Linked DNA regions of Mus musculus: all the other regions are linked to region 1. The links are chromatin contacts, called in public HiChIP or PLAC-seq and promoter capture Hi-C maps. All regions are on one chromosome and are shown on one strand. The core of a region is the stretch at or near the end of the contact, and the rest is flanking DNA. Distances in the headings are between cores, read along the strand shown. Region 1 holds the start of Ebf2 (early B cell factor 2). Region 2 has its middle 68 kb from the start of Gm24981. Region 3 has its middle 28 kb from the start of Gm24981. Region 4 has its middle 17 kb from the start of Gm24981. Region 5 has its middle 30 kb from the start of Gm38409.

Region 1 (6,214 bases), core at 1,634-4,133:
ACAAAATGAAAGAAGTTGGATTTCCTCAAGTTTGAAGGAGGTTGCTTTTCAAAATGGGCCCGGGACAGAGCAACTCCGCTGCACAGGAAGTGTTGGGAGAGAGAAACAGGACAAGGGGGAAAGACAGAAAGACTGGGTGTTAGGCAGTGACTAACATGCCCAAACACATTGCAGAAGGGCCAAGGGACTCAAGACCAGAAACCTTCTGGGTCTTTTCCACACTCTCTCAGAGGGGTTGCAATAGGCACCTTGCTTCCGCCACCCCGTTATACAGCCACCCAGAATCCTGTCACCAGACGGCTTTTAGTAGAATAGAAAGACCAGGGCTGCCGGCGAAGTCTTAAGAAGCGCTGCTAAACCCCAGGTGCCTGCCCGCAAAACTCAAAGCTGTGACTCAGATGTAAGGGGATAGGGTTCTTTTGCATTTGAACAAGTGACCCCTTTTAACTCCTGGCTAGTGAATTTTTGGATCACAGACTACAGGATAGGAAGCCTGTGGAGTCCAAGCCTCTGTCCTCAAGGTTTGCCTTACTCTACCGAAATTTGCATCCAGGACAGTGTCACTGCAAAATCCCCTACAGTCATTGCTGGGGATAACGGGCCAGGGTTGAGGACTCACTGCTGAGGACCTTCGCCCCCAAGAACCGCTCCACGTGTCAAAGCCAGAAGAAGCCAGAATGTTAAGAGACAGCAGCGCCCCGGCCAGAGACTCGGGCGATCCGCGCTCGAGTGTTTTCTCAAATTCCCTGACTCTGTATAGCTGGACCCAGAGCTTGCCAGAGCCTTGGATGCGTCCACAGGACCTCCCTATATGCCTGTCTCTGATAGTGCCACATTTGACTGAAAACCTTGTGGAGCCGGCGAATTGACAGATGGTGAGGGCAGCCTGGTGGCCCTGAGGTCTTCTGGATTCTTGTGCTGGGCATGGTCTCAGTCACTTTTTTGAAAGTGTATAATTTTCGCTAGACCACCACAGACTGCTGTTTCGAACTTTAATAAAGTACATTTTATTTCGGACGGGAAGACTGGAGGGAAATGTTATTAAGCCCCCGCTAAGGAGCGGATCTGCGGAACTGTCTTGGTTCCCTCGGCTTGTCACCGCCGGAGCGAACCCCTAGACCGCTTTCGAGAGCCAAGGCCTCTGCGAAGTACCATCTGCTTCGGGGACAACTGAGCATTCGGCTTCGGAGGAGTGGCAATCGGGTACCGCAGCTGCCACTTCAGGCATCCGGCTTGCGGCCTTTGCTGCCACTCCTTGAAGGGTGGCAGCCAGTTCGCTCTACCCGGGACACCTGGAGATGTGGCCTATCTGCAAAAGGGGTCATTTCTCAACGTGAAGTCCGGAGATTTAAGGAGGTTGGCGCAGAACGCAGAGCGCAGAGGAAGAGTCGAGAGTCCTGGAAGAAATTTGTGGGTGTCTGGAGAGGGTAAAGGAGCTGGCTCTTGTAGTCTGGACACGAGGGCCATGAATCTCAGTTCAGTAGCGACAGTGAGAAGCGGGACTGGAATGTCTTCGTGGGATGGAACCCTAGACAAATTTTAACCATCCGTAAACGCGAAGATTTGGAAACAAAATCAACTTGAGGAACCCGCAAAACTGGAGGGTGCTCTTCTCTGCGGCTCCATTTTCTCCTCTTCCCCGACTACTCCTGTGCTTCGGTCCATCCTCGGCCTCTTCGGTTTGTCTGTCCCACTCTCCCTCACCCAGGACTCGCTTGCATGTCCCCTTTCCTAGAGCTCCCGGCCGCCTTGCTTTCCTTGCAGCCCCTCAGGCCTCTCCGGATCCTCTCGCCGCCGCCACCATCTGGCCGCTGGGCTCCCCGAGTCTCCAAGCCATCCTGAATGATGCTGGAGGAGAGGCGCTCGCAGGAAGCGTGGGGGAACCTAGGAGTGACCGGAAAGCCGGCTCTGCCGCTGCGCCGGCTGCCAGCTCGGATCTTCACGCGCCACTCCGCTAGAGTCCAAGAGTAAACGCCACGATGTGAGCTTGAACGCTACTTTTAATAAATTTTTTTTGTCCTCAAAGAACGGACTGTGGGGAGAAACACCCGTGACCTCGGTAGTTCAGAAACTACAGTGTCGACTGCGGGAAAAGGGTTCCCCTAGTCGCAGCGACCTGCCCGCCCAGGGAGAGCCCCAGTGCGCACAGCCAGGGAGGAGAGACAAGGACAGAGAGAAAGAGAGGGAGCAAAGGGAAGAGATATTCGGGGAGACAGACACAACCAGAGACTTTCAGAGCACAACGGCTCCAGTCTCATTACCTCTGAGCCGCGACATTGGCGTCCACCACGCCGACATTCCGGACCCAGGACCTGACCGAATCCATCTCGGCACCCAGCGACTTGTCTTTCAGAGCTGGTCCTCTTCCTAGCGTATCTTGAATCCCAAACATTTAAAAAGTCTGGTCCTCTACTGTCGCCTTAAAAGTGACTTTACAACAACACCGTCCTCACTCTCCAATGCTGCCAGCAAATGGTGTTCTCCAAAAGCAATCCGAGAAAGGCGGCAAGGGCCGAAGTTTGGGGGCCCTCTTGGAAAGAAATAGCCAGCCCGTTCCTCCACGCACAATGCAAAGTTTGCGTTTTTTATCCTCGGTGGCTTCAGATCTGCCGCCTCGGGGCTTCCACTCTAGGTCGCCCGCATCCTTCCAGCTGCAGAACGTTCTCCAGAAAGTGGCCACAATTTGGAAGCATCACCTGTTCTGGGAAAAACAGGAGGAGATAGATAGCTGCCTGATCTCTCCCCTTCCTCCTTGTTCCCCCCTCCCTGCTCCTCCCCACCGTTCCGATATAGGAAAAAAAAAAAAAATCCCCAACAGGATCAGTTGTAAGAGGAAGGGGAAGACCCGGAGCGGGGAGGAGGCGGTGGCTGAGAGCGCCGCAGAGCCGGGCTGCTGCAGCGCGCGGGCCCCATGAATGGTTACTACAACCCAGGCCGCGGGAGGCGGAGCCGAGGCCCGATAAGGAGCCTCATTTGCATGGACGCCCGGGATTGGCCGGCTCTGGGCAAGCTGGGCGGACGTCCTCCCGCGGCGTTAGCCAAGCTTTGCTTTGCCCGAAGTCCGGGAGGTGAAAGGCTACAGCAAGCCACAAGCACCGAGTCCCGACCAGAGTCCCGAGTGTTTGGCCTGAGTGGGAAAGGGGGTCCCCAAATCCTGCACCAAAACAGAGTAGCAGGACTCTGAGAGTTAGGATCATGATGGTTCTTTCCGATCGCGGGAGCAGGAAGCCAGCGCGGATTTGCCTCTAGATGCAGGTTTTTTGTCGCCTGCGGGAGACCCTACAGATTCATTCCCGGGGTTTGGACCTGTGACCACCTGTATTTATGCTTTTCGCAAACACTACCCTCAGGGCATCCGTCTTTCTGAACCGGTCTACCAAGTCTCAGAGAGTTCCAGGGAAGCAATCATTTCGTGCGAAGGCCACAAGTGTTAGAAGGAGAGGCGAGATGAAGGAAGGAGAGAGCGGAGTGTGGACGAATGAGGCTCAAGTGCAGTTTAAATAAATATACTGTGAAGGGAAATGGTGAAGGAGTTAAGGAAAACAGCCCCGGGAGGGCGGGAGTACGCACCTTTGCAGATAGGAGAGGTTGCTGACAGCTTGGCTGGCTGAGAACTGCGGGATGAAGTTTCGAATCCTCCCCCCTTTTAAAATCTCCCTCCCCAATCCCTGAAGGCCGGGGAACCCTGCGTTAGAGACACGAGGCGTCTGTGAAGAAGTCCTGGAAACTTTGTCCGCCGAGCGCTGTGGTCGCGAAGGTTGGTGGTCGGGAAGCCGAGGCTCCACAAAATAGCTGAAACCCTAGACGGCTGGAGGTGCCTATTAAAAAAAAATCCTCCTGGCTGGGTGTTATTTTCTTGCTTCTCTTTTTGTATTCTGATCTGCGCGTAGATCTGCTGTTGAAATCTAGAACGCCAGCGCGAAAACAGATTTGAAGACAATGAATGCAAATCTGTGCTCAAAGACCATCTGCCGTGGAGCAGACAATCAGCTGCGCCGCGGTTCGAGCGACTGCACCCGAGCCTCTCAGCATCATTACAGTCGGGAGTCTTTCCTCCCGGCTCAGGGCTCAGGTTTGAGTGTCAATTGACTCCTGACCGGACCCCCTAGCTGTAGGTGAGCGCTCACAGACGAGCTGCGAGAGTTCGCCGCTAGAGGACACAGCGCCTGGGGTGCACGTTTGCCCGGCGAGCGAAAAGGAAGCTTGCGCTTTCAGAGACTGCTTGAGTCTCCATTGAAGGGGACCTGAGCACGTCACTTCACCTCAGGGGCAAACTGTGACTACAGACTGCGCAGGCGGGATGGTGCTCCGGAAGACTTGGTCTCTCTCTACAGCAGTGACTGACTTGAAAGCTGGCTGGGGCTCTCTTTGCACAGACTGGGGAGGGGGGCTGGAGTCGCGTTGATGGTGTACCCTAACTCCAGGTCTTTAATTTCAGGCTTAAAGGGGAGGCAGGGTGGCTTGAGGTACAGTTGAGTGTAAGAAAATAAGAGGCCTAGTTGCATTCGGCAGTTATCCAACAAAAGAGGGAGGGTGGGGGAGAAAATGGTCGAGATAAGATCCACCTCTGCTCTTTCAGCTGCGCAGTTCAGTTACACAAGACTTTACGGATAATTGCGACCCCAGGAAAAACTAACCACCCAGAGTCTTCGAGCTGGGCCTGCTCGTTTTTGTTTTGGTTTGGTTTTAGTTTTAGTTTTGTTTTGTTTTTGTTTTTTTTAAGTCTGCTGAATTTAACTAATCTCTTGTCCTTCTTTCTTGTCCCGGCCATGTTCCCAGCTGGGCAAGGCCTCAGGTTCCTCGGTGAAGAGTGTGGACCAGCCAATGAGCCCTCCGACGTGTGGATGAAACGGCTGGCTTTTGTTTAGTTTTGTTTTAACCTCCCCAAGGAGACTTTGATCAGCTCCACCTCGAAAATGTTCGCGAAAGATGCGGAGAGCCTGAGGGACTGCGGGGCAGCAACGGGCTCCGGCCTAGCCCGGCCCGCCGGCCCCCAGAGGCTCCAGGTTAAAGGGCAGAGCCAAGGTCGCTGACGCCTCTTTTCTCACCAGTAACAGCTGCCGCCCAAATTATACCCCTCAGGAAGCGAATGAATTGTTCCTTTCTCCTTGCTCCCTGCTGCCTTCTCCAAAGCATACTGTCAGTGGCGTCTCACCTCCCTCCTTCCCAGTGACAAGTTCAGGGGTGGCGGTGCCCTGCTGGAAGATAGTGTGTGGGTGCCTTACCTCTAGAACTCAGTGGGACGCTTGGCTCTTAGTGGTCTGCACTGAGGAACCACCCCACCTCCCCTGCGGCTCCTCTGAACACTGGGGACAGACTGCGGACCGACCACTTGGGGTTCCTAGGGTGGTGAGCCCAAAGTCCAGAAGTCCCTTTTACGCATAAATGAAGTTCCAGACCGAGTATAGAGGAGCAGTCGGCCTTGTGCCCTAAGCTGTAACGCTTGTGCGCGCCGAGAGCGGTTCTGCCAACCGCCTTGGCTTTGATTATGTTTGTCAAGGTCTTAGGGAGGGGTGGCGGAAGAATTGACCACCCGTGCTAAAGAAGCGGTGCTGGTGGCTGCGGCGCGCAATCGTGGCGCCCAGAGGGTTGCTTCCATCTCCTTCGCCTCCAGCTACGTGAGAATAACCCTCCATTAGGAACCTGAAACACAAATGCCGCCGGGTCCGGGACCAGGACCGGGACCCGGCTGGGTGTCCGCCCCCTCCCCCCCATACCCAACCCCACTCGCAGCCTCAAGCTTCCTCCACCAAGGACTGGGGAGTCTCGCGTTCCATCCTCGAGAAAAAATCAGAACTCACAGTATTACTATTTTTCACGACCATCTAGTTACACAAACTGGGGAAGTGGTTTGGGATCTCATTTTATACGTTGTCACCGCTTTTGTTCACCCTTCTAAAATACCAGAGTCCAGGTTTGAATTCCCCCTCCCCCTTGTTCGTGTTGTACTGCAGCTTAAGACAATATGTTCAGGCCGAAATTGGTTTTAAGGCCCGGTTGGCCCAGAATTTACCAGCCCTGACATCCTGTGCGCTGGGGCCCTTCTCAAAGTCGGAGGTTTGAGGTATGCCCTCCAGGCGTCATAACACATCCCTCACCCCACAACTAACTCTCTCTCTCTCTCTCTCTCTCTCTCTCTCTCTCTCTCTCTCTCTCGTGTGTCTGCCTCTATGCATCCCAAAGCACAGACCTGGACCCTTCCTGAATACCGGGA
Region 2 (6,214 bases), core at 2,583-5,082, 400 kb before region 1:
CTTCTGCCTCCATCACTATCCATCTCCCAAGACCACATGTAGCATAACACGGTTATATACAGCTGAGAGAGGAGGCAGAACTGAGTGAGTGGGTGGAGTCTTGGGTCTCGTGACCCTTCCGACTCCTTTCTTGTATGAGGGTACATTGGCAGGCCCAGTCTAGTGAATATGGGTAGTCCCAGCTGCCCTGATTAAGGTGACAGCAGTTCTACTGTACCCTGAGAGCAGAGTTCCGTGACAGAGTTCCCGCACCGTTGCCTGATCTTTCCAGGAGCTCAAAATTATTTCTCCACATAGAATAGAGAAGAGCTTCATGTTGCAAAATTTGCAAAGCTGGCCCATTGTCTCAGACCTTATGAGCAGATTCAGGGACAAACATCTGTTCTCTGTCCCTCCTATTTGCCTGTCATGTGCTGATTTAGTGAACACGTCATCACTGTCCCCACCTAAATCAGGCAAATGTGTAGTGAGGAAGGCCAAGGACAGACAGTTCTATGGCACGGCATGGAAACCTCCCCTCAGGTTGGCTGTCATCAATTAATCACTTCTCTGAGCCGTCCAAACGCTTACGAGTCCATCTAACAACATCAGCGCTTAGCTCAGATTTCTAAATTTTGTCCAGAATGCTGAAATGAAAGGCTCCATCAAATGCTTTCTGGAAACACATGTGGATGCAGGCAGGTAGAGGCCAGTCAACCTTAGTGTTGCAACTCAAGAGCCTTCTCCCTTGTTCAATTTTGGGGCAATCTTTCTCACTGGCCTCAAGCCTTCTGACTAAGTCAGGCTGGTTGGTCAGCAAGCTCCAGGGAATCCTCCTGTCTCTACTCCCCTGCAGTGGGACTACGGGCTCTTTACTAGGGTTCTGAGGGATCAAACCTAGTTCCTCTTGCTTGAGCACCAAACACTTTATGGGCTGAGCCTTCTCCCCAACCCTCCCCCAAAGTCCTCTTAGACGGTGCTCTGGAGATGATATTAGCCCCACTCATCTTTATAGAATCCTTTCTTTTTATCTTTTCCTGAAGACTGAGACATAGAGAGCCATCTCCACTCCACTAAGACCCCTTTCCCTCTCATGGTTGAACAGAAAGGATATATACAATTTCAATTTTATCATTTCTACACGACCCAGGTGGAAACTTGAACTCATTGAGAGTGAAGACAGCTAACTTTTCCTCTTCTCTCTGATTTCTTCCCTTTTCTTCTCTCATAAGAAGATCAGCCACTTTGAGGTAAGACAAAAGGAAAAAATCAAATGGAAGCTATTTTTATCCACGACCAATTAGCGTTCAATCCCAAGCACAAGGCTTCCTTTTTAAAAAACTTGTTATCTATCTTCAAAAAGGACCTCTGGGGCTAGGGAGACAGCTCAGTGCCCGAGAGCACTAGTTGCTATTCTAGAGGTCCCAGGTTTAATTCCCAGAACCCACATGGCAGTTCACAGCAGCCTGCAACTCCAGTTAAAGGGAATCTGAGGCCCTCTTCTGACCTCCACAGATACCAGGCACACATATGATGCACACAGATACATGTAGACAAAAATTCTAGTCACATATATGTATATATAAAATATATATATATAATGATATTTTTTAAAATAAGGCCTCTCTCATCCCACTTCTGAGCTAAAGCCTACAGAAGATCTTCCATAGAGTTCTGGAAGTCCATGGACCAGCTAGCCTAGGGCATGCATCAATGAACAAGAAAGATAGAGGGCAAAGACAGACATTGAGGTGACTGTATATGCAGGCATGTATACATGCACACATACACACCACATATAGACACATAACATACACATATATGTACACACAGAGACATACACACTCACACACACATACTCATAGACCTACCATACACACATACACATATACATCATAAAACAACAACAACAAAAAGATTTTTAAAAAAAGAATTCAATGATTCAGGATTTTATTGCCTTTAATGTCCTCAATATCTTAAAGGATATTAGCCAGCTTCTATTCTGCGTAACATAGTCTACCCTCCTTAGAGCACCTGTTGCCTCATGAGCTTCTTTCTAATGTCCTCTGTCTACACCGCTCCATGGGATGGATGCCCACCAGCCTCACATGACTGTTTAAACTTAAATGATTAGAGAATTTTGAAAGCCAGTTGGTCATATCCAACCTGTTTCAAGTGCTTAGTCACTACATGGCTGCTGGGTCCATTGTGGAGTACACAGACACTGAACGTTTCTGTAGACCCAGCAAACTCTACTTGATAGCGCTGGGCTAGGTGATCCTCTCCAGGAGGAAGATGAAGGGATTGGACACACAGAGTTGGCATGCACCACTGTCCTTGCTCACCACTGGAATCCTCTTATGTCTTTGTATCTCCGACAATTGCTACTTTGCTTTATTGCTTGAGACTCCTCCTGAGATGGTCTCTTTTAAAACATGCAAGCCATTAGTTTAAGAAATCCTGAGATTCACAGTTTGCATACCAGTGGAAACAGGCATCTGAGTTCCCCTGTGGCCACATATTCACCACGCCTGGCAGAATGCTGGCATTTACAGAGGCTCAGAGTGCGGGCTCCAATCAAGGTATGGCTGAGCTGGCTCCTTAGCCTCTGAAACAGTGCCCTCCACAGGTTAAACAAAAAGTGCCACAGTGATAAGCAAGGGGGGGGGGCGGGGTAAGGAGAAGCTGGGTGTGGAGGTGCTCACCTCTCAAGCCAACATTCCAGAGGCCAAGTTAGTCCAAGGGTAGCCAGCCTGGGTTACATAGTGAGATCCTGCTTCAAAACACAAACGGAAGCAGAGGGAACATCAAGGAGATAGGGAGGGAAGAGGGAAGGGAGACACAGAGATTCCACACAAGAGAGACATAGGATCGGAAGTAAAGGAGGAAGAGAAGAGACAGGAAAGGCATTGTGTCACAACATTCCAGACCCCAAAAGGACCACAGCAACCATTTGATGAAACACCCTCACGCTACTGGATAAAATATGACCGTTCCAGCTGGTTTTCAGTATAGATCTGCTAGTGTGTGCGTGTTTGTGCATGCGTATATTTGTGTGTTCCTGCAGGTGTGTGTGTGTGTGTGTGTGTGTGTGTGTGTGTGTGTGAAAACTGAGGTGAAAAGGCATAGGATAAGTGACTTGAAAGGTCACAGAACTCAGGAGCGTCAGTGGAAAGATGAGAAGACAGCCTACCATCCAGTGCCCCTCACCCAGGCTCTGTCTTCCACACAACATCCTGAGTGTATTGGGGAGGAGGAAGAAGAGCAGAGAAAGGTGTGTGTGTGTGTGTGTGTGTGTGTGTGTGTGTGTGTAAAGAGAAGTCCATTTGTGTCTCTGTCTCACACCACTACCACATCTAGCTTTTTCTGTTTTGTTTTGCATGGCCAACATGCTTGTGAGAACTGAAGCATCTCCCCTGGTTTTGAATACTAGTGCCCTGTAAGCAGAGGAAACCCGGCAGTTACTTTGCTGCCCACTCTGAAATTCTTTAAGGCATTCCCATGTATACTTAATTTTTTTTTAGCTTCCTCTCCCCTATCTCCCTGAACCCCATCTCTGTCGCATGGTTTGACCCCTAGCATTTCCCCTTGCACTTGAATATCGAATTCTAATTGGCAGGAGGCCAGGGCCAGACTGCCCAACCTGCTGGGAGCCTCTGCACTAACTCACAGAAACAAGTTTCGTGTTCCGTGGTGGCCACATGTTCCTCGTCAGCCTGCCCCAGATCTAGACTGTTTGCTCAAATATCCTGACATTCCTAAAATTTCACCTGGCCTAGAGTATAAAAACACAGCGAAACAGACTTTGACAAGGATTTAAAACAGATCTCTCAAGTGACTTCATCCCTAGCCCCCTCCTCCTCGTAGCCTAGACAATCAAGAATTAAAGCAGGGGACTGAAGATAGTTCACATTCTCCTGGCTTCTAGAAAACTCCCCGGGGCCAAGAACTTTGGCATAGGAATGTGGAGTTTAAGGTCACACAGATCTGATGTCAAATAGTTTATCGTGTATGTGTGTTCCTATGATTAGGATGCATGCTGTCTCCCTGACACCGTAGACAGTATCAGCTGCACGTAAGGATGGTAAAGACACTACTGTAGCATGGAACCAGGGTGCCTAGAGGGCATGTGATCTATGAGTGTGAACTACATGTGTGGCTTTGAGCATCTCTCTCTCTCTCTCTCTCTCTCTCTCTGTGTGTGTGTGTGTGTGCGTGTATGTGTGTGTGTCCATATGTAGAGGCCAGAGGACTATCTCAGCTGTCATTCCTTAGATGTGTCCCTTCCTCAAGCCCCCTCCTTGACCTGCTCTTTAGAGACAGGGTCTCTCACTGGCTTTGAACCGCCTGGGGAATCCACTCCCGGTGCTGGATTAAAGCACACTACAGCCACACCCACTCCATCCAACTCTTTTGTTTTCCTTTGTTTTGTTTCGCATCACTTCCGCGGATGGAATTTGGGTCCCCATGCGTGCAAGGATTGATGTATTTCCCCAGATTTTGAATCTTAAGATGCCCTCTCGCACCAGCAATGTGGCTGTGCCCTCATGACAAGTCCCTTGACGATCTTATTCTTCTTATCTGTATCATGGAGTGACTTTTTCCATAGACGTGAGGACAAATTGAGATAATGCAAGTCCCATGCCAGGCACAGGACAGGCACCTGCTATACATTAGCCGTTATTATTTCCTAATGTCCTGTTTCTTTACATGTGCCCCGGAGTCCTTGGGGGGCACCAAACAAACTGGTTTAAAGTCCTTGGTCAGATCACCTGCCGGGGGCAGAGCTGTCCGCTGTCCTTTCGATCTCTGACATTCCTACCCAGGCTCCAGTGGGTTCAGAGAGTCAAGCATCAGGTTTTATGAATCTGAGATATTTGAAATATTGTAGGAGACTGTCAAAGAATACTTAGGCCACTCCAAAAAGGGGCCGTTCTTAATTTTCATCTTTCCTGCGAGTCAGAAAGATATATACTCTCCGCATAATGGCAGTTTCCTCGTTCTGAAGTTCTGGCAGGTTGGTGATACAATAAACAGTGCCCTGTCATGAGGAGTGCATAAAACATGGGCTGACATTCCTTTACAAGTAAAGAGAAACATGACTGCGGCAGATGACCTTTTGCGGAGGGCACAGCTGTTTTGTGTGGTTAGAGGGACCCGTGGTTTCATACTTAGGGGCTACGATATACGACTGGCTTTTCACAAAGTGTTTCCATGAGAAATTACAGTACGTTCCTGAGGGAAGCACCCCAGCTCTCGGCATTCTCGTTAGGCAGGCACAAAGGTCGCTTGCTCTCTTGATGTTTTCCAAATGATAGTATGGTGAATGCATGCTATTTGGAAATTCTCGAGTGTGGGAAGTGAGAGTGGTTTTGAGAGGGTGCAGGGGTCTCTTTCTTCCTGCGGGAGTTTCATCGTGGGGCTCCTGTCAGGTTGGGGACCTCAGCTTAGGAAGAGCTACTGGAAGTGCGATGCTTTTCAAATGATAGGTTTGTAAGAGATGCTAGATATATTTTTTTATTTTATCCACAGGCGTTTATTTCTTATATAAGATGTTACCTGCACAATAAATTAAAATAGACATGAAAATATCACTGGTCCACAAATTGTGTTGACATTGACTATTTTCTTCTATGACTTATTTTCCAAATTATTTTAACATATTGTTTATGTCATGATGTAATTTTTTAAAAACAAGAGTATTGCCTCTTCTTTTAATTTTTTAATCCAGTTCCCCTAAAAATCCCTGATAACTGAAAGCATCCCTGAATACGCTTAGGACCCCTCCTCCTCTCCACCTCTCCTCTAATTTAAAATAATAAGCCCACTGAGAGCAAAGCTTGGCAGTCTCTCCACAGAATGGGGGTGGGGGATGTGTGCCAATTACTGATGACCCTTGTGCCATTGTAAGAACGAGTTCTTGTCGCTCAGGTCCAAACCTGTCAACCGCTGGGCTTGGGGTGCTCATCTCACGATGGTTGGAGATTTGTACTGATTTATCTCTGGGTGCCCCATTTGTCCCCTTGGGTGACCAAAGCTAAACATGTGCAGAATGCATATGCTATGCTTATGGCTTGGTTTAGAAGTACAAGCTAAGGGTCCAACATAGTTGACTTATTGGTAATTAGACCACACTGGTACTGAACCCATGACCTCAGCCTCATTAGAGCTACATTCAAGTCAATGGAGCTGACCAGAAACAGCTTCAGAGCAGTGAGTGATAGAGAGGCCTTTG
Region 3 (6,214 bases), core at 2,470-4,969, 360 kb before region 1:
GGTCTCAGGTAAAAAACGTTCTTTATCCCTGCTTCCTGGCACACAGCTGCCTCACATTCAGATGCACCCAGAGTCAAAGACAGCAGCCATTAGAAAAATTAAAACCCCATTGACAGTGCCTTGTAAAGAGTCTTAAAAGTGAAGACTTTATCAGCAAGAAAGGTAGCATCTTTTGCTTGTATCATTTGGTAATCTGTATGTCTCTGCCTCCATCTCTCTGTGTCTGTGTCTGTGTCTGTGTCTGTGTCTGTGTCTGTGTCTGTGTCTGTGTCTGTGTCTGTGTCTGTCTGTCTGTCTCTCTTTCTTTCTGTCTCTCTCCTCTGTGCATGTTTGGATGGGTGCACATCTGAGCATGTGGAGGCTAGGGGACAACTTCAAGTATTGTTCCTCATGTGTTTCCCACCTTCTCTTTTTGAGACAGTGTCTCTCACAGGCCTGAGATGATTTGTGTAGGATGTCTGGCCATCCACCAACCCCAGGGATCACCATTCTCTCCTCCGCTCTGGGATCGCCACAGTGTGGCCTTTCTCTTGTCCCTATTCAGTTTGTTTTTTGAGACAGATGGATAACCTGTAACTTGTTACATAGACTAATCTGGCCTCAGACTCAGAGATCTGCCTGACTTTGATGCCCATGGCCTGGAACTAGGGGTGTGTGCCATACCTCGACTTTTTATAAGGGTTTTTTGGGGGAGGGGAAGGTGTGTGTGTGTGTGTGTGTGTGTGTGTGTGTGTGTGTGTGTGTCAAACTCAGGTTTTCATGCTAGCCAGACAATCGCCTCACAACAAAGCTACCTCCGGAGCCCCTGAGAAACTGTTTTCTAAACGTTTTCTTCAGCCAGCATCTCTTTTACTCCTCGTGGTTATCCCGTGAAGAAAGACAAACAGTCTTAATTGTGCTCACAGCAGACATAAGCGAGGTACTGAGTGGGAATCGGCCTTATGCTTGTGAGCCAGGAAAGGCTTGGAGCCCAGGACTCTCCAAGCTCACCTGGACATGTGCTTCCCGCAGCTTCTCAGCTGTCCCACCAGATTGCCACTCTATTGGATGGAATTGTTTTCTTGGGGTGGGGATTGTATCTTAACTGCCTTATTATGCTTTTAAAGTACTCTTCGTTCAACAGGTGTCAAGCAAATGCCAATTAAATAAACATACTAAACCTTGATGTCTAAACAGCCTCTAAATTGGGGGCTTAAAGCTTTTTGAGGCCTCATACCATCTTCTTTATTTTAAAAAAGTAAAAATAAAAGTAAGCAATCTATTTGTTTGTGAAGATTTATTTTGTATATTTTATTCATATGTGTGTGGATGTGTTAGTGAGAGTAGAGTGTATGCCACATATGTGCAGTTGCACACAGAAACCCGGAGAGGGCATCTGATCCCTGGAGTTGGAATTGCAGATAATTATGTCTCCCATGTGGGTTCTGGGAGTCAAACTAGGGGCTAAGAGAAGTAAGCACCCTTGACCACTGAGCCATCTCTCCAATCCCAGCCTTCAGTTTCCTAATCTGACCATTAACGAAGAGTTCATTTCACTTCTTGGATTGTTCAGAAATAAGTATTGAGGGCTTTGTAGAATCTGAGAGTTACTCACAGGATACACAGCAGAAGCTAATGGATGAGGAAGACAATTGGGTCTCTTGTTTACCCGCCTGTTCCTTCTGGCTCATGGGTTTTAAAGTGACCTTTCCTTGTGAGATCGGGAAATGAATAGTCTTTTCTTTTTTTCACCCAGAACTGGTGTTTCCTGAAGTCAGTGAACATGTGTCTTTTGACAAATGAGTTGCAGGAGTGTTGACCTAGCCTTGAAGAATGCTTCTGTCCCATGGCTCTTCACACACACACACACACACACACACACACACACACACACACACAGAGCCATGTTTGACTTGGTGCACATTTAGATGTAGAGAAGATGGATCTCTATATAACTGCAAAGTGGCAAGGCTTTCATGTTTTGTGCTTTATTTTGTTTGTTTTACTTTTCTTTGGGTTGTTGTCTTATTGATAAACTATGCTGGTGTGTCAAGATCTGGAGAGCTTGTTATGGGGCTGAGTGAGACTCTAATCAGTGTCCCCAGTAGTTGCTGCCCCGACATCATCTTCAACCTTGTGTTGTACCAAACACCTACATGGCCTCTACAGTTCTGTCAACATTAATTAATTAATATTTTTAATAGAATGTACTATGTACATTACGGGAAGGTTAGAATGACCAGAAAGAGGGAAATCGTGTGAACATTTGTGAGCATTTTGCTCTTGTTGTTTCGCTAGGCACAGATGCTGAGGGCTTCCATACATGGTTATCACTGAGCAGTGTAAATAAAGGTTAGATTGCTGTCAGAAACTTGCATTTGGACCCAAGAGTCACAAACAAAAAATAAGTCCTTGCTCAATTATGGTGTAGCTACAACTGAGAGGAAGGGTGATTGACTATCTTCACTCTGTGATAGAGGGATCTCAGCATACCAGGGTCTTAGCAAGAAGCACTGGGTAAAAGCTAATGGTCCAAACTTCAGGAAAGTGAAAGGGGCTTGAGCTTCCCATCAGCCCTTTCACAGGATGCTGTGAGCCATTTATGTGAAGTTGCCCCACGTGAAAGGAATTAATTCAAAGTTCACCGGAGGAGAAAGAGGCAGGGAGGTCCGGGAAAGAACTACTTCTACATTAGCGGTCAGGATATCACAGACCCTAGACAGGATGGAACAAGACTGTATAGCAAAGAAGATGTGCCTGTAAGGGGAACCTTGGAGTGGAGGGAAAGACAACAGTGCAGAACTCTTAGTAATAAGCTTGATTCTGGAGTCTTGTCATCTGGAAGCACGTTCGAGTAACCGTTGAGGTTTGTCAGAGACTGTGAAGAGCTGTGTAGTTCCTGTGGGCTAAATGTCCATGTGATCAGCTACAAGCTCGGCTTTCTTTAGTTCCCATCACCCTTACACCAGAATCGGTGTTCCTTGTCTAACGGATCCTCTCTAGCAATCCACCATTCCATCTGGCGTCCACGTTACAGGAAATCCAGCTTGCTATTGCGGAGATTCGGTAAGCTTTGATAATAGCAAACACCTATGCTCTATCATCCCCAATTAAAAAGCAAATCAACATGGAGAAAGATGAGAGGTTGTCTTCTGTTGAGTTCTGTAACACAGTCAGGATAACCCGGAGGCTGACTGCCTAAATCATCTCAGCAGAAAAGTGTGTGGCTGCTCAGAGCCCAGTGGGTGAAGACTCTGATCACCTTTCTGTGAGTTTCTGACTTCTAGTCTTATGACTCACAGAGTCAGTGAGGCCACGTCGGCTCAGAGTATACATGCACAGACTGAATATCATAGCATGCAATTTCCGGTAAATTAACTACCCTCACCTCCCACCCCCAGCCGTGGAACTAACTTGTTTGTTCAAAGTAAATTCTCCGAAGGCTGTCTCCGCGTTTACAGACTCCAGGTCTGCAGAGAGCAGCTGACGACTACCAAGCCACTCAAGTAAGGGTTTCCCCAGTGTTCTCTGGGAATCAGCGCTTCATCCAGGAGAGGCCTCGTCAGACAATTAGCCGTTACCTCCTATTGTCTCTTCCTTTACACAGAAGAAACTAAGTGCGGGTTTTCCTTACATTTCTCCACAGATTGAGAGCATCCACACAAGTGCACAAGAAGGTGAGAGGTTGGGAAAGCCAAAGTGGAACCAAATGTGGAGGTGACTGTCGATGTCAGGGAATGGAATCCCAGGAGGGAGAGCAGAGGTGCGGCCAGGGACAGTGTAACCTGCTGAGCGCAGCTGTGGGCTCCACACAGGGACTAAAGAACGGACGGGGTTTGCTTTAGAGTTTTTAGCCCCTGGACAGACTTGTGTGAGCACATTGATTCTTTACAGAGCCCTTAATTTCTATGTGCGTCAGCACAGTGGAGTGTGTTTCAGACACCGCAGGGGATCCGGTCTCTCTCAACAGAAGTTTTAGTCCAGTCCAGGGTCTTATTTTTCTCTTTGCAAGAAGAATGTTGTGTGGTCTTCCAACAGAGTGGATTTAGCTCATGAATTCCCGCTCTGCACAGAGGTGAGGATTCGGCCGCTCACATGCGTTTCCAACCTTGACCTGTAGGGTTCTTTGTCGCCGTGCGGCAGAGTCTTTTCATATTAATACCAATTTATCATTATTCCCGTTAAATGCCTTTTTTTTTCTTGGTCTGAGAGAAAGAGACAGAAAACATCTGCATATCCAGGAATATTAGCTACAGTTGGTGTCTCAAGTGAGAATCAATCTGACAGCCCCATTTGTTATATCTGGGTAGGCTTTATTATGTAGACTCCTGCATTTGAACTTTTTCCCCCTGCAAGAACTGAAAAGAGTCTCTAATGTATTCATATCATGTTTTAAAAACAACGTTTTTGAAGTAGGGAAGGGGATAGCAACTGTAGATAACATTTCCGTTCTAATAAGAGAGGCCGAATGTTAGCCAAATTTGGAACAACAGCAAGGCAGACCCTTGAGTAGAGGAGTTACTAGCTCCAGAGCCTTAAGGTGCTTATTTCCAGCTGTGCTCTTCGTCCGTGGTGTTTGGTTAGACTTGGAGTGATTGCTTTTGCTTTCCTGTGTTTACGTCACCTTTTCCATACTAATAGGCTAATAACTCGGGCCTTTTTGAGCGCAGTGTCATAATGCTGGCCACTGATGCTAAGGCAGGCCATTGTTAAACCAAGACACCATCCCCCACACTCATACCTCCAGATCTACTCCTTCCCAGCTATTAGTAAATCTGCCACCCAGGGCTTAGTAAGCTCCGTACTTAGTAAGTAAGCAAGTAAGTGACATAGTTATGGCAGATGGTCAAAGAGCTGGGTAACTGTGCTCATTGTCAGGTGGCCCTGACCTTGGGACATAGTTCCATCACTGATGCCCGACAACAACATAGAGGACAACCTGGGTGTTTTCTTCTTCCTCCTGCTTTCCCTGCAGCATTTCATAGATGGGTCTTAGGTCTCAGCACCAGGAAATGGGAAATAAAACAGGACTCCAGTTCTGAGGACCGGGTGGTCAGCCCGCAGTTGTTCATGGGACTCTGTGAAAGTCCAATAAGTTTATTGTTTTATGTCAACATGTTTTAGCATTTCCCAGGTGAGTAATCTTCTAGAAAGCCTCTTGCTTGCTGTAGATTTGATTTTTAAAGCACTCCAGAGCGGCAGTGCTCATATTTCCATGTCAATTAAAATAAAAACGTGTGAATTACGGCACTCACAGGCCTTGTCAGATGTAAATAGAATTGTGATTTTTTCCCCCTGCTCCTTTGTGAGTGCCTCTGTCAAATTTCTCTGGGTCTCTATCGCTTTCCCTTAGGGCCCCGACTTACCTATTCTTGACTGCTTGCCTTCGGTTCATTACATTTCTTGTCCTGTTATTTGAGCACCTTTTCATTCATTCATTCATTCATTCATTCATTCATTCACTCATTCATTCATTTATTCACCCATTCGTTAGTTCAGTCATTTGCTTTTCAGCTGAAACATACTGACTCACAAGTCTCTTCCCTGACTTCCCTGTCTCATGTCCTTTAATCTAGAGGAGAGAGATGCAGTCTGTCAAAGGGAACGATAAGGGTAGACTAAAAAATGTGAGAGAGATCCAAGCCGAGGTCTCTGGGTTTGACGGGTGAAAGATGAAGAGATACCCATGAAACGGAGACTCACATCTCATAGGAAATGTAATATTTTATTCTCACTATTAGACAATACAACACTGAAAGTGAAGCTTTCTTCCACAGAGACACCAAGCTGAGAGAAAAGCGCTCGTTTAGAATTCTGGAGATCAGTCAAGGTTCTCAGCATCTTCACATAAGCCCACCAAATCAGGAAGGGATTCCAGATATGAGGACCAGAAAGTTGGCAGCTTTTTGCAAACTTATCTGTACTTCCCATGCCATGTCACCGAGAAGAGACATCCTTTACCAGGTAACCTCTCTTTGAGCAGAAACAAAAAGCGAACCATGTTCAGTGTTCCGTCCATTCTGGAAAATGTGTCTACGTTGTCTGACTCCGAAGCTAACAGGACTTGTAGTCACTGCAAGCCGTGTGGTCCCAGCGGCACACGGGGATTGCATTTGCACAGGCAGATGCCCTCAGTAGCAAGAGATTAAAGGCTTTCAAGAAGCATGTAAGGGAATCTGAGAGGACCTAAAGCACAAGTCATGCCCAGAACAGATGCTGCTCAGAAACGTTTTGA
Region 4 (6,214 bases), core at 1,036-3,535, 320 kb before region 1:
GGACAGATCCTTCCATCAACCCCATCAGTTAGATGTCTCTAGAATCACCTTCATGTACATGTTTCACAAGTACCTTAGTCATCTCTTGACCTGATCAAAAATGAACCCTCGATATTCCCATTTTGAAAGTGTCAAACATGAGACCGAGGCCAGTGAGGTTGACTAAGATCATACAGCTCAGAAAGGCAGACTGAGATGACCGAAACCTGCCTGCTTTGATCAAGAGGGTACACTGTGTCATTGTATCACTCAGATGACACACCTGCCATCACAACAAATACACAACACAGTGTTGAGAGGACCCAGGAACTCTTTAGCTCCCCTGGGGAGAGTTAATTGGAGACAAAGCCTTTCAGGATCCCACTTTAGCCTCTTGACTTTCACACACAAATCCCTTTTCTTACCCAGTATGCTAACGTACAGTAAGAATAGCAGATCCAGGACTCCAGTCTGCAGTCAGTTGGGTGTGATTTGAATTCCAGCTGGGCCGTTTATCACCCATGCCATTGAAGGTGAGTTATTCTCTCTGAGACTTAGTTTCTTTACACGTACAATGGGAATAAACCCTCCCAGGGTTGCTGCTGTGGATAATTAATATGATTTAGGTCATATACACACAAACACATAGCCGTGTACATGCACATGCGCAGAAACCAGCCTCGTGTGTGCTTGTAAATCAGACTGTCTTTCGGTTCATGTGTCTCTGCCATCCAACAATCCAGTGATGCCAACTCTGTTCTGGTGACTCAAAAAACCTGGATAAAAACCAATGTGAGCCACCTCATAGCTCTGTTTTATTGTCATAATGAGATCCTTGATGTCACTATGATGTCTGTCTGTCCTCAAACCCATGCAAGAGGGAAGGAGTGTGATGATGTGGTTGGTGTCTGGGGACCGGAAACTCTGTCCACCATTCTCTCAGCTCCAATGGTTGGTGTAAATTACCCGCTGAGCTGTTTGTAAATCAGTTTTTGCTGTATAAAAACAAAGTCTCCAGGTTCCTAGAAGGAAGGGTTGGGGGCTGCTTGGTAAGGGAGCAAGCTAGCAGATCTGCATTGAGCCCTCAGGCAAGGAACGTGACCTTCACCAACAGAACAGCTCAAAAGGACAAGATTCTGAAGCCCTGTTTGTTAGGATGTTGACTCCTTGGTCCTTTTTGCCTCCAAAGGTGGTGACCTCAGGAGCTGGGCAAGAATTAAAGGAGAGAGGAGATGGTTTCCTGAAGGGAATTGAGCCAGGATTGTCTTCAGATCCAAGGGGGAGAGTTAATTGGAGACAAAGCCTTTCAGGATCCTACTTTAGACTGTTCACTCTCACACACAAATCCTGTTTCCTACCGTACATGCAAATGTACATTAAGAGTAGTAGACCCAGGACTCAAGTCTGCAGTCAGTTAGATGTGGTTTGAATTCTAGCTGGGCCATTTATCAGTCATGCCACTGAAGGCATGTTATTCTCTATGAGACTTGGTTTCTTTACATGTAAAATGGGGATAAAACCCCTGGGCTACTACTGTAGATAATTAATATGATTGGGCCACTGCACTTAGCATAGCGTCTGATATGTAGTAGAGTTTATATCACTTTATATTACCTTATATCCTTTTGTCTCTCTGCTCTCTGTTCTCTTTCTTTTTACTTCACAAATTTAATGCATCAGAACTCAGGAGAAAGAATAGGATCGCAGGCAACCACACACCCACAAGACAGCCTCCTTGAGTAATGAGACAGAGACTCGGGAGACGTGGGGATGCGCACCTCCTGAATGGGACCAGTTGGTTCCGCAGGAGTCCCTGAGGCTTGTCTGCGGTATCACTAAACTCCAAATCAGATGGAAACCTTCATGAACGTGAGAAAGGACTTAAACATAGGAAAAAGACATTCAAAACAAGCAAACTGCTCCTGCCTCTTTGCCGCCTCTATGACAGGAGGCATGGAATAGGGACAGAGTTAGTCACTGGCTAAATAATGCTGACAGCCCAAGGGCTGTTGGTACCCAAGGTTTCCATCATCAAAGGCCACAGGGCAATCATTCACCACAGTCTGAAGGAAGGAAAAGGTTATGAATAACCCAGTTACCCTCTTATGAAGGGGCTCCTTTTCACATTCACACCCCCAAAAGCCAGGACTCTGCTGGGGATCCTTTCTGCATGGCTGGTGCCTCTCTGCTGCCCTGGGCAGGCTAGGGAGCCATTGCAAAGCACTTGACATTGCTCTGTCTCTGTCTTTTCATCCTCTGTCCACCTCCCACCCCCACATCCCCCTAACCCTCCCTCCTTTGTGCAAATCTGTTTTCACCACAGGAGCACATGCTGCCTCCTCAAGCTACAATGCTACTTGCTAATTCAACGATTCATCTTTAATGAGGCCCCCTGCCAATGTTTAAACAGCATTCAGAACAAAGAGGAGGCAATATTTCCCCAACAGCTGCTATGACCGCATCCTCTCCAGAATATCAAGGAAAAAAAAATCCACAGAGATTTCATAATGGGGAAAAAAATCACGTGACGATTGTACGTTGAGATAGTAGATATACATTATACCTATACCTTTCTAGGTGGATATAAATAGAGACAAAGTATTACCCTTTGGGGTACAGGGAGTTTTAAGGCAAAAAAAAAAGTTCTGTTGGCTTCAGACAGTGCCACGTTAGGGAGTTTTGGGGTTTTGGTTGGTTGGTTGATTGGTTTGGTTCTTTTTCAGAGTTGTTTGGGTGGGAAGCATAGGTGCTAGAGGGAAGGGCATGGTCAGGAGTCAGAGAAAGGTCTGCCACTAGCTTCATCGTGTCCTGCCTCTGCTCTTTGTGGTGCCCCCTGCTGAAGAAACGTCAGTGCAATGCATTTATTATTGACACATTAGAAAAGGGCAGCCAACACCTTTGTTGTTGTTGTTTTGGGGTTTTGTTTGTTTGTTTGTTTTTCGAGACAGGGTTTCTCTGTGTAGCCCTGGCTGTCCTGGAACTCACTCTGTAGACCAGGCTGGCCTTGAACTCAGGGCAACCAACTCTTGTTCAAATTCAGACTTATCTGACACCAAAAGGGGTTTGCTGAATCTTTAGGGTCTGGGCTGCGTTTGGGGAGGGCTGCCACCAACCTCTAGCCAGTGAGAGCCCGTTATATCACACATTAGAAATTTCAGCCAATGAGATGCATTCCCACCAGCTGCCCCAACCTTACTCCTCAGAGTCCCACGGCAGGGTAGTTCTACCAGTGAGACCATGAGACTTATGTGTCTTATAGAATAGGGACTTCATAAAAGGACACATGTTTGTCTTTTTATCATTTTTTTTAAATGATTCAAACTAACAAAGAATAGAAAACCCACCCCTCACAGGACGACTAGAAATAAGGAATATGTTTTAGTAAGCTAGTGACCTCTAACCCATATAAAAAGTGGAATCAACTATCAACTAAAAATTACCCAAGTGATGCTCCTTTGAAATGCTGATAAAAGTGTACCCTGGAAAGATTGCAGCAAGAAAAAATAAATAGTTTGAGGCCTGAGCTCAGAGAAAGAATGCAAAGAAACCTCTGAATTATTAAGGAGAGATGGTATGTGTGTGTGTGTGTGTGTGTGTGTGTGTGTGTGTGTGTGTGTGTAAGAAGGGAAGGGATAGAGAAGCCGGGCTCTTGTGTATTCAACAGGCTGCTTAGTCTCCCGTTTGGCATTACCTATTTCCGAGTTGATTTCCTCTATCAGCAGTGAGAACGTTGTTGATGTAAGTGTGAACAGGTCTTTGCTTTCCGTGGTCCTATTTTTGTCAGAAAGCATCTGTAAATGTCTACAAAATAGAGCCAGGAAGCATAGAGATAGTGATTGTGGAATTTGTGTAAAGGGGTCAGATCATTGCCGCATGCTATTTTACACTTTTAATTTTATTCAATTAATATCTTCTACAATTTATTTTCAGTTAGAAATGTTTTCTTATTTTATGATTTTGAATATTTTGCTGTCATGTCCTTTTGTATACCGCATGCACACCTAGTACCAGAGAAGCCCAGAAGAGGGCGCCAGATCCTGTGGGACTGGAGTTACAGCTGGTGGTGAGTTGGTTGCCTTCTGAGTGCTGGGACTCAAACCAAGGTCCTTTAGAGGAGCAACCGTCTTCTTAGTTGCTGAGCCATCTCTTCAGCCTCACAAATTAGCGTTTTTATGTCAGCATGCAGGTTAATGTATTTCATTGTGGCATTTTCAAAGACGCAGGGCTCATGCTTCGTGGTTTCAGCACTAGATGCAGTCCTATTGAACTAGGTGTTCCGGGATAATTCTGCCATGGTGGTTTTTGTTGTCTGTTTGTTTGGTTTTGCTTTTATTAAGTCTCAAATCACTTTTTTTGAATATTTTTAATTATGTACTATGACTTCAACCTTTTTAGAAGTAGAGGCAGAAGCAGGCAGAGCTCTGTGAGTTTGAGACTGGCTTAGTCTATATAGTTCCAGGCCAGCCAGAGCTATAAATTGAGACTCTATATTGAAACAAACAAACAAACAAACAAAAAAACCCAGCAAGTTTTGTGACCATGTTTAATCAGCAGACTACACATTATGGTTGAAACCATTTCATTCACTATCAATGGGTGCTTGTCATTCTCTTATAAATGGCATTATTTCTTCTGGAATGCTGGGGTGGAGTGGAATGCAAGCTAGAGATAGATTAGTTGGGGGGGAGGGGGAGGAATCTGGAAAGAATTAGGCTCTGGAGTGCTCACCTTCTAGAAGAAGCCCCTTGTGAGTCCTGGGACATGATCTGTCTTTCTAATGGATCTGATTGATCTAGTCATACTACCTAAGTTACGCCCCTAACTGACAAGGTGAAGGTGGAGCCAGTGTGGAGAAGGGTCTGCCTAGAGCAGTGGTTCTCAACCTTCCTAATGCTGCAATCCTTTAATTCAGTTTCTCATGCTGTGGTAAGCCCCAACTATAAAATTATTTTCATTCCTACTTCATAACTGTAATTTTGCTGCTGTTATGAATCACAACATAAATGTCTGATATGCACGATATCTGATACGCGACCCCCAAAGGGGGTTTCAACCCACAAGTGAGAACTGCTGGATCAGAGAATCTGGGCTAGGAATGTTGGGCTGGGAAATCTTTCTCAAAGGAGTTATTGCTTACTTGATATGAGGCAGAAAAGGTCATATGTTGGCTGGTTCACGTTCTAGGCAATGAAAAGAAGAAACACATTCCTGGCAGAGGAGATCAAGCATCTGACTGCCGGTGGGTGGCACACTTAGGGAACAGCAAACCATCCATTATGATAGGGGATGAAGAAGTGACATGAGACTCTGGCAGGGGTATGAGGTCTAGAGTTTGAAACCATGGAGAAACTCTGAAGGATCTTAGAGGTGAATGGTGGCCAGTCAAGTCTAAGGAAGCAAATGAGACAGGGTAGTAAGCAGGCAATGAAAAAGGAGCAATATTTAGTATATAACCAGCTATACTGACTGCTTCCTTGACAATCGTGTCTTAGGGTTTTACTTCTGTGAACAGATACCATGACCGAGGCGAGTCTCATAAAGGACAGCATTTAATTGGGGCTGGCTTACAGGTTCAGTGGTTCAGTCCAGTATCATCAAGGTGGGAGCATGGCAACATCCAGGCAGGCATGGTACAGGAGGAGCTGAGAGTTCTACATCTTCACCTGAAGGCTGCTAGGGGAAGACTGACTTCCAGGCAGCTAGGATGAGGGTCTCAAAGTCCACACCCACAGTGACACACTTACTCCAACAAAGCCACACCTCCTAGTAGTGCCACTCCCTGGCCAGAGCATATATACAAACCATCACACATCGAAAAATTAATTTTCTTCTTACAAGCCTTAAAACTAGATATTGTAGCTGAATAAAGAAAGACCTGTCAAGTTGCTAAGGGAATAATATACAGTAGAGAGAACTGGAGCCTGAGACCAGAGCAGGAGCAGAGTATGGAGATGAGGTGCCGTGAGAGACGAGTAAGGTTGTGACTGGAGCCAGGAACAGGTGGGCTCAATAGGATGTGGAGAGGGGAAGGAGCAAGACCAGGGAGGGTGTGAAAAAAAAAGTCTCAGCAACAGGGCCAAGTAAGCAGAGGCATTGTATAGAAAGGGCCAATGGAATCTGAGTAGCAATGGTACACATGGAGTCAGTCCCGTTAGGTAGGTGTCTCAGAAATGGGAGACTGACAGAAATGTAATGAACGGGTCACGTGACCTTTCCAATGTCCTTTTCCACTGAT
Region 5 (6,214 bases), core at 1,641-4,140, 270 kb before region 1:
CTAGGACTACAGAGACAAACCCTGTTTCAACAAAACAAAAGCAAAAACAAACAACAACAACAACAAAAACCAAAAACCAACCTAACAAAAAAAAACAAAAACCAACCAACCAATCTAATAAATAAAAACCACCACCAATCTCACCAATAACAACAAAAACAATATGGAAAAGGCATCAATAAACAGAAAGAATGTTACTTAGAGGAAACTGAGAAACCCCAAGAAAGTGTGAACATAATTACTGCAATGTTGTTCAAGAGGAAAGGTGAGCTAGTTTGCTGTACCTGGGACTACATTAAGTGTGTGTGCGCGTGTGTATATGTTGACAGATTAAAACACAACTGCTGCCGGGCAGTAGTGGTGCACGCCTTTAATCCCAGTACTTGGGAAGTAGAGGCAGGCGGATTTCTGATTTCGAGGTCAGCCTGGTCTATAGAGTGAGTTCCAGGACAGCCAGAGCTACACAGAAAAATCCTGTCTCAAAAAACAAAACAAAACAAAACAAAACAAAACAAAACAAAAAAAACCCAAAACCAACCAACCAAACAAAACCCCACAGTTGTTGGGCATTAAAATAAGATAATAGAAATAATGAATGTTGGCTAAACATTAGAAATACCAAGATTAGGAAACTCACTCTGAAAAAAACCATCAGAAAGGCATAAAATTGTCTCAGGCTTTGTGAGGTAAAGTTATTTGTAACCTGGATTTCATACTCATTCGTGATGATTTATTTTGTCTAGAGAAAACACAAACTAGAGAAAGTGCATTTTCAGAGGGCTCATATTTTCCTGACAGTCTCAGGAAGTCACTTGGGTTCTAGTCCCAGGAGAGAGGATAAATGACAAAGACTGCAGGGTCCAGGGAGGAACTGAGGAGGCCTTGGTATTAGGGTGAAGAGGTTTATTTGGGGAAAATATCCAGAAGGAAATCTTTCTAGCGAGAAGCAGGAAGTAGCAGATTATCAAGATATTTCCAAAAGGTTAATTAAAAAAAAAGAAAAAGAAAAAAAAGGAGGCCATGAAGTTGGGAGAAGTGTGTGAAAGTAGATCTGGGAAGAGTTAGGTAAGAAGTGTGTGTGTGTGAGTGTGTGTGTGTCTGTGTGTGAATATGATCAAAATACATTGCATACATTCATGAATTTTCAAAGGACTAATAAAATATATTACATTAAGTAGGGTATTTTCATGAAAAAAATAAAATAATGAGCATAATGGATAAGTTTGACTATATTAAGTGGACATTAAGTCTAGTGGGAAATAGGAGCTTAATTCGTGAGTGATTCATAGAAAGCTAGACAAATCCAATGGAAAACGAACTCCGGAAGGAAGGGAGGAGCACTGTGACAGGAAGTAGGATGTGAAGAGGAGCACTGTGGCAGGAAGTAGGATGTGAGGAGGAGCACTGTGACAGGAAGTAGGATGTGAGGAGGAGCACTGTGACAGGAAGTAGGATGTGAGGAGAGCATTGTGACAGGAAGTAAGATGTGAGGAGGAGCACTGTGACAGGAAGTAGGATATGAGGAGGAGCACTGTGACAGGAAGTAGGATGTGAGGAGGAGCACTGTGACAGGAAGTAGGATGTGAGGAGGAGCACTGTGACAGGAAGTAGGATGTGAGGAGGAGCACTGTGACAGGAAGTAGGATGTGAGGAGGAGCACTGTGAAAGGACCACTTTACCTGACTTGGTGAGTAATATCTTCATGATTAAAATGTAAAGCAGGAAATATTGATTTGATATTCCCTGAGACATAGATGCAGGGCTTGCACTGTAGATTTACCAACTGGCACTGGGGACCCCATGGTAGCTTAAGCTATGCATTTGACCAGCTGTAGATTTCTGTGGCTCATTGCCTCTGGCAAAAGGAGGCTTCTTTGAAGAGAGGTGAAAGCTACACTTTTCTGGGAGTATAAAAATAAATGCTTAGAAGACAATTAGAAACTACATTGACTAGGAAAATCAGCCCCAGGATTCTTGATGTGAAGACTCCAATTTCATTCTTGCCCATTATATGGCTACAGGTGGTTTTATTTGACCTTCAGGGCGAGAGTAAAACAGGACGTGACTCACAGAACTGTTGGGAGAAAGACAGTTAATGTGTGTAAAGTAGTTCACAGAATGGAGGCAGCAGCAAGCGTTGGCCACTCTCTAGGCTTTGATTGCATGTCCTCTGAGGGTCCATGTGTCACTAATCCATGGTACTACTGAGGTAGGTAGAGGGTTGAGCCACTAAAGGGTGGGGTCTCCTGAGAGGCAGGTAACTCATTGCGGGGATTCCTTGGAAGGTGGTTGTGGGGTTGTGCTCTTTCCTTCTTCCGTTCTTTACCTCCTGGTGGCCCTGAGATGAACAGTCCTCGTTGTGTCATGTGTCCGCCCCACCCCACCCTCATACTTCAGACACGATATTCTCCCTCACTGTTTGCCCCATAACAATGGGCCTGAAACCCATGGTGGCCTGAAACCTCTAACACGGTGAGCCAAAGCAAAGGGTTGTCCCCTGCTCGCTCTTCTCTGGAGACCTCATTGGTGACTGCTTGGCCCTTCTTTGCTCCGCTCAGTCCTAAGCAGCTCCACCCTGCAGTACTGTCTTCTCCTCCTCCTTCAAACCAGCAGTGTGGTGTCCGTTACCGTTTTACAGCTTTAAAAACAAAGGAAGGAAAATAAGAAGAAAGGGCAAGGCAGAGGAGGGCAAGGCTTAAGGTAAGGAAAGAACTTCAGGTTCTTGTTCCTCATGCTAAGATCAAGGCTCCTGACTGTCACGGGCCTGGGGGGCAGCAGAGGAGTTTCCATGGGGGTGCTAGTGCCATCCAGAGAGGCTTCCCATGGGTTCAGGTCCTGGAGAACAGTCCCAGATGGCTGAGGCCATTACTCACTAGCCTAAGGCAGCGCAGCCCGGGCCCCCATTGTTCCCGGAGATAAAGTGCTTAGATCAAGCCTGTGACAAAGGGATGCTCTCCCAGCACTAATTAGCTTCTGAGTAATTTCTAATCCAACTCCAGTTTCAGCCATATGTAGGTACAGATGCACTTTACACATTCCCTCTCCTCCCCATCATTCGGACATCTTTCCTGCCACCTGCCCCACGCTTCTGTACCCGTTTGCTTCTGCTCATCTGATTTTTTCTCACAAAATAGTTTAGCATCAGCCTCAAGGCTAGCAGCAGCTTTGGGAATTGTATCCTGCCTCCCTCAGCGCAGTGTGGGGCTGCCAGGGTCCCCTCGTTCAAGTCAGTCAGAAATCCAGAAAGAAGCCCTGTCTGTGGGACGGCAACATGCAGGTGTGGGCAAACTGAGGCAGATGTGGCCATGGCCGGCTGGCTTCCCAATTCACTCTTCTTAACTCTTTTTCTTCATTTGCGTTAAAGACATCGCTTCAAAATTACATCCAGAAATACCTTTCTCACCTGGGGTTCTTTAGTGTCTTTGATACCCTAGGTCCTCTGTGGGTACTTTTGTTCCTGGTTTTTTGTTGTTGTTGTTTTGTTTTGTTTTTAACTTCAGAGAGGTGCATGCTTTCCTGTTTAGCTTGTCTGTGACTCAACCATCATAGCTGTACCATGGAAATGTTCACACCCACTGCTGGGTCCACACGTATTATGTTTGGTGTGGTTGCTCTCTGTTAGTACATATCACAGAGCCCTGAGAGTCGTGGCTTTGGAGTGCTAGAGGCCTGGGTTAAAACTGGGTCTCCAGTTCTTACTAGGTGTAGAGCTTTAAAAATATTGCTTGGCCTGCCTAAACGTAACCTTTTGAGGATGAAAGGTAGCGGGAAAGGTCCTACCTGTGGTTCAGTTGTGAGAGCAGAAACCACTTGCCCATGGCAGGCCTGTGACAGGTGCTGTGGTGACAGGTGAGAGTTCCTCACAGGTCACGTGTTTTGACATATGGTCCTCTGTTGGTGAGGCTGTCATGGGAGACAGTCTACCCTAGAGGAGGAACCGGCAGGCCTTTGATGGCTATCCTGGCTTCTGGTTCTGGCCTGTGATCTTGGTCTCCTCACCCATGCTGTGTGAGCTGTACCTGCCTCATCCTCTCACTCTGTGGACTAAGCCTCCCTCTTCAGACTACTTTCTCTGTCATAATGGACTGAACCATTGGAAGCTATGAGTCTCAAGTCAGTATTTTCTCCGTCAGGTTATTTTGGTCAGGGATTTTTGTCAGGGTGACAGGAAAGGCAACCAACACTCCAGGAATAGTAATTATAACTGAGAAATGTTTTCATTTTAAATCATCCAAAGATAAAATTCAGTTTAATTCTATTTATTGAGACTGACTTTTTAAAAAAGTTTATCTATTTTATGTGTATGTGTGTAATGTAACTCACTATCCCAGACACACTAAAAGGGCATAGGATCCCATTAAAGATGGTTATAAGCCACCACGTGTTTTGTGGATTGAACTGAGGACCTCTGGAAGAGCAGTCAGTGCTCTTAACCGCTGAGCCATCTCTCCAGCCCTTATTCAGACTCCCCCCAGAGAACCAAAGGATATACTTCTTTTTTAAATGAATATTTTCTTTATTTACATTTTAAATGTCATCCCCTTTCCCAGTTTCCCTCCCTCCCAGAAACACCCTATCAAACCCTCCCTCCCCCTACTTCTATGCGGGTGTTCTTCTACCCACTCACCCACCCACCCACTCCCACCTCCCCTTATTGAGACTTTTAAAAACGGAATTTAGTGAGACCATGAGTTCTTATCTTGGAGGATTTCTTGGAGGGCATAATCAATTAAATGAGAGGGTTCTACATGCTTCCCACAAACATTCTTTCTCTTACATTTTCTGGGCAGAATTGCCCTGTGAAGGACGTGTCTGACCCTCATCTGAAATGCATGCATGTGTGCAGATGTTTACAAAACAAGCCAGGTGCCACGTTGGGTACAGGTGTCCGTCTCCCTCAGTAGAACACCCAGCTTCGGCTTCTTCGGAAAGCAGAGTCCATTCCTCCTGGTCAACAGGACTGTGTTGTCACAATATGTTTCTCTTTTTCTCTTTTTATAAAGTGTGTACCTGAGTTAGCATTAGGGTGCCATTTAAGTAGGGAAAGAAGGAAGGGAGATATGAAAGAGAGAGACCAAGTGAGGGGTGAAGAGAGAAGTGAGGGAGAGAAGAAGAGGGGGGAAGAAGGAAAGAAGGAAGAAGCGAGGGATGGGGAGAGGGACGGAAGGAAGTTAGGATGGAAAGAAGTCAGGAGGAGAATTAGGAAGAGAGAAGAGAGGTCAGGAAAGAAGGGAGCTAGGAAGTGGGGGAGGAAGTCATAAGGAAGTAAATTAGGAAAGAGGGAGGTTAAGAAGGAAGGAAATAAAAAGGGGAGAGAGGAAGTAATTAGGGAAGAAGAAAGGAAGAAAGTGAGAAAGTTAGGAAGGAAGGGAGAAAAAAGGCAACACTTTCCAGATGATATATTCAACAAGAATTATAGTCTGTCCCATGCATCCCAGGGTACATCTCTCAGTCAACTAGGCGATGCTCTGATCTTCATCCCTTTTTCAAGGCCTTGGGAGATGCAGAAAGGGAACTAGTAAACTAGGATGCGTAGCATCATTCTGATTAGAACTGTCATGTCTTGCTTTGACCTAACACTCCACAAAGAAAAAGTAATCTTACGATACAGACTGGCTCTCCTCTGTGATCCTGTAGGAAGCCTCCATAGTGTGTGAATGGGAGAGTCTGGGCATTGCAGCCTGCAGGGGAGAGCCTGGGTGTTGCAGCCTGCATGGGAGAGCCTGGGAGTTGCAGCCTGCATGGGAGGGTCTGGGCGTTGCAGCCTGCACGGCCTGGTCTGAGTCCAAGCTTTGCTCTTTACTGTCAGCAAACTGTGTGCCTCAGTTTCCTTGGGTGTTCAGAAGCAGCCACAGACATAATTGACATACGCTAACGTAGTTAACGCAGTGCCTCAAACGGAATAGATGCAAAATGCTGGTGTGCCTTCTGTCTTTCCTGTAGGGCCATCCAGTGGTGTGAACTCGACAGTCATAAATGATCAATGCAAGGACACAATGGGGCATTTTTGGAGAACATGCCTGTGGAAACAACCCCATTTTCACAAGGGTAAAAGGTCTGAGGGAGCACCTGTTATTTTCGAGAGGAGCCAGGATAGCTTTAATGTCTGCTGTCTTTTTCTTGTGATTTTTGATGAGTCCAACAAGCCTCCCTCCCAGCAATGACAATTATGAATGAAAAGGACCGCCGCCACATGTTGACTTGGTGTGAAAAT

What was found. Promoter capture Hi-C pulls out the DNA fragments that hold promoters and counts their contacts. HiChIP or PLAC-seq counts read pairs in DNA pulled down with a chosen protein or histone mark.
Region 2: a contact with region 1 is called in an H3K4me3 HiChIP or PLAC-seq map of embryonic limb bud, with 5 times the contacts expected there. The contact joins the enhancer-like site here to the promoter of Ebf2 in region 1. A contact is called at or near these places in 13 of 39 promoter capture datasets (the 3T3-L1 cell line, Sertoli cells, cranial neural crest and 8 more), 2 of 15 datasets of contacts at CTCF or cohesin (pro-B cells and stem cell-derived epiblast-like cells), 8 of 484 Hi-C or Micro-C datasets (adipose-derived mesenchymal stem cells, embryonic fibroblasts, embryonic stem cells and 4 more), 15 of 115 datasets of contacts at active chromatin or transcription factors (bone marrow-derived macrophages, craniofacial prominence, embryonic basal ganglia and 10 more) and 4 of 9 other capture datasets (adipose tissue, embryonic stem cells, liver and 1 more).
Region 3: a promoter capture Hi-C map of cranial neural crest shows a contact between it and region 1. The contact joins the enhancer-like site here to the promoter of Ebf2 in region 1. A contact is called at or near these places in 14 of 39 promoter capture datasets (the C10 cell line, HPC-7-derived erythroid cells, cancer-associated fibroblasts and 9 more), 1 of 15 datasets of contacts at CTCF or cohesin (embryonic stem cells), 9 of 484 Hi-C or Micro-C datasets (brown adipocytes, cerebral cortex, cochlea and 6 more), 15 of 115 datasets of contacts at active chromatin or transcription factors (craniofacial prominence, embryonic basal ganglia, embryonic forebrain and 9 more) and 1 of 9 other capture datasets (adipose tissue).
Region 4: a contact with region 1 is called in an H3K4me3 HiChIP or PLAC-seq map of embryonic hindbrain, with 4 times the contacts expected there. The contact joins the enhancer-like site here to the promoter of Ebf2 in region 1. A contact is called at or near these places in 5 of 39 promoter capture datasets (cranial neural crest, embryonic stem cells, hippocampal neurons and 1 more), 9 of 484 Hi-C or Micro-C datasets (embryonic stem cells and stem cell-derived germline stem cell-like cells), 16 of 115 datasets of contacts at active chromatin or transcription factors (craniofacial prominence, embryonic basal ganglia, embryonic forebrain and 9 more) and 3 of 9 other capture datasets (adipose tissue, embryonic stem cells and liver).
Region 5: a contact with region 1 is called in an H3K4me3 HiChIP or PLAC-seq map of craniofacial prominence, with 2.7 times the contacts expected there. The contact joins the enhancer-like site here to the promoter of Ebf2 in region 1. A contact is called at or near these places in 3 of 39 promoter capture datasets (3T3-L1-derived adipocytes, cranial neural crest and hippocampal neurons), 3 of 115 datasets of contacts at active chromatin or transcription factors (craniofacial prominence, embryonic hindbrain and embryonic midbrain) and 2 of 9 other capture datasets (macrophages and pancreatic islet).

The regions. Positions count from the first base shown.
Region 1 is chr14:67,231,313-67,237,526 of GRCm38.p6, reverse strand. Ebf2 (early B cell factor 2) reads right to left here and starts at 2,883. Exons shown (of 16, transcript NM_001360202.1): 1 at 2,262-2,883; 2 at 1-78. The coding sequence starts at 2,392. It overlaps Gm20675 (a long non-coding RNA gene), which reads left to right and starts at 4,332. Exons shown (of 2, transcript XR_874748.1): 1 at 4,332-4,424; 2 at 4,780-5,111.
Region 2 is chr14:67,631,964-67,638,177 of GRCm38.p6, reverse strand. No RefSeq gene overlaps it. Among named protein-coding and RNA genes, the nearest start is that of Gm24981, 68 kb to the right of the region's middle. Within about 2 kb of position 3,832, at least 6 of the 459 cell types and tissues checked have an H3K27ac peak or open chromatin away from gene starts, as enhancers often do. A contact at or near this core is called in embryonic limb bud and second pharyngeal arch cranial neural crest, where this site is marked.
Region 3 is chr14:67,591,521-67,597,734 of GRCm38.p6, reverse strand. No RefSeq gene overlaps it. Among named protein-coding and RNA genes, the nearest start is that of Gm24981, 28 kb to the right of the region's middle. Within about 2 kb of position 3,719, at least 8 of the 459 cell types and tissues checked have an H3K27ac peak or open chromatin away from gene starts, as enhancers often do.
Region 4 is chr14:67,546,737-67,552,950 of GRCm38.p6, reverse strand. No RefSeq gene overlaps it. Among named protein-coding and RNA genes, the nearest start is that of Gm24981, 17 kb to the left of the region's middle. Within about 2 kb of position 2,285, at least 10 of the 459 cell types and tissues checked have an H3K27ac peak or open chromatin away from gene starts, as enhancers often do.
Region 5 is chr14:67,503,882-67,510,095 of GRCm38.p6, reverse strand. No RefSeq gene overlaps it. Among named protein-coding and RNA genes, the nearest start is that of Gm38409, 30 kb to the right of the region's middle. Within about 2 kb of position 2,890, at least 12 of the 459 cell types and tissues checked have an H3K27ac peak or open chromatin away from gene starts, as enhancers often do.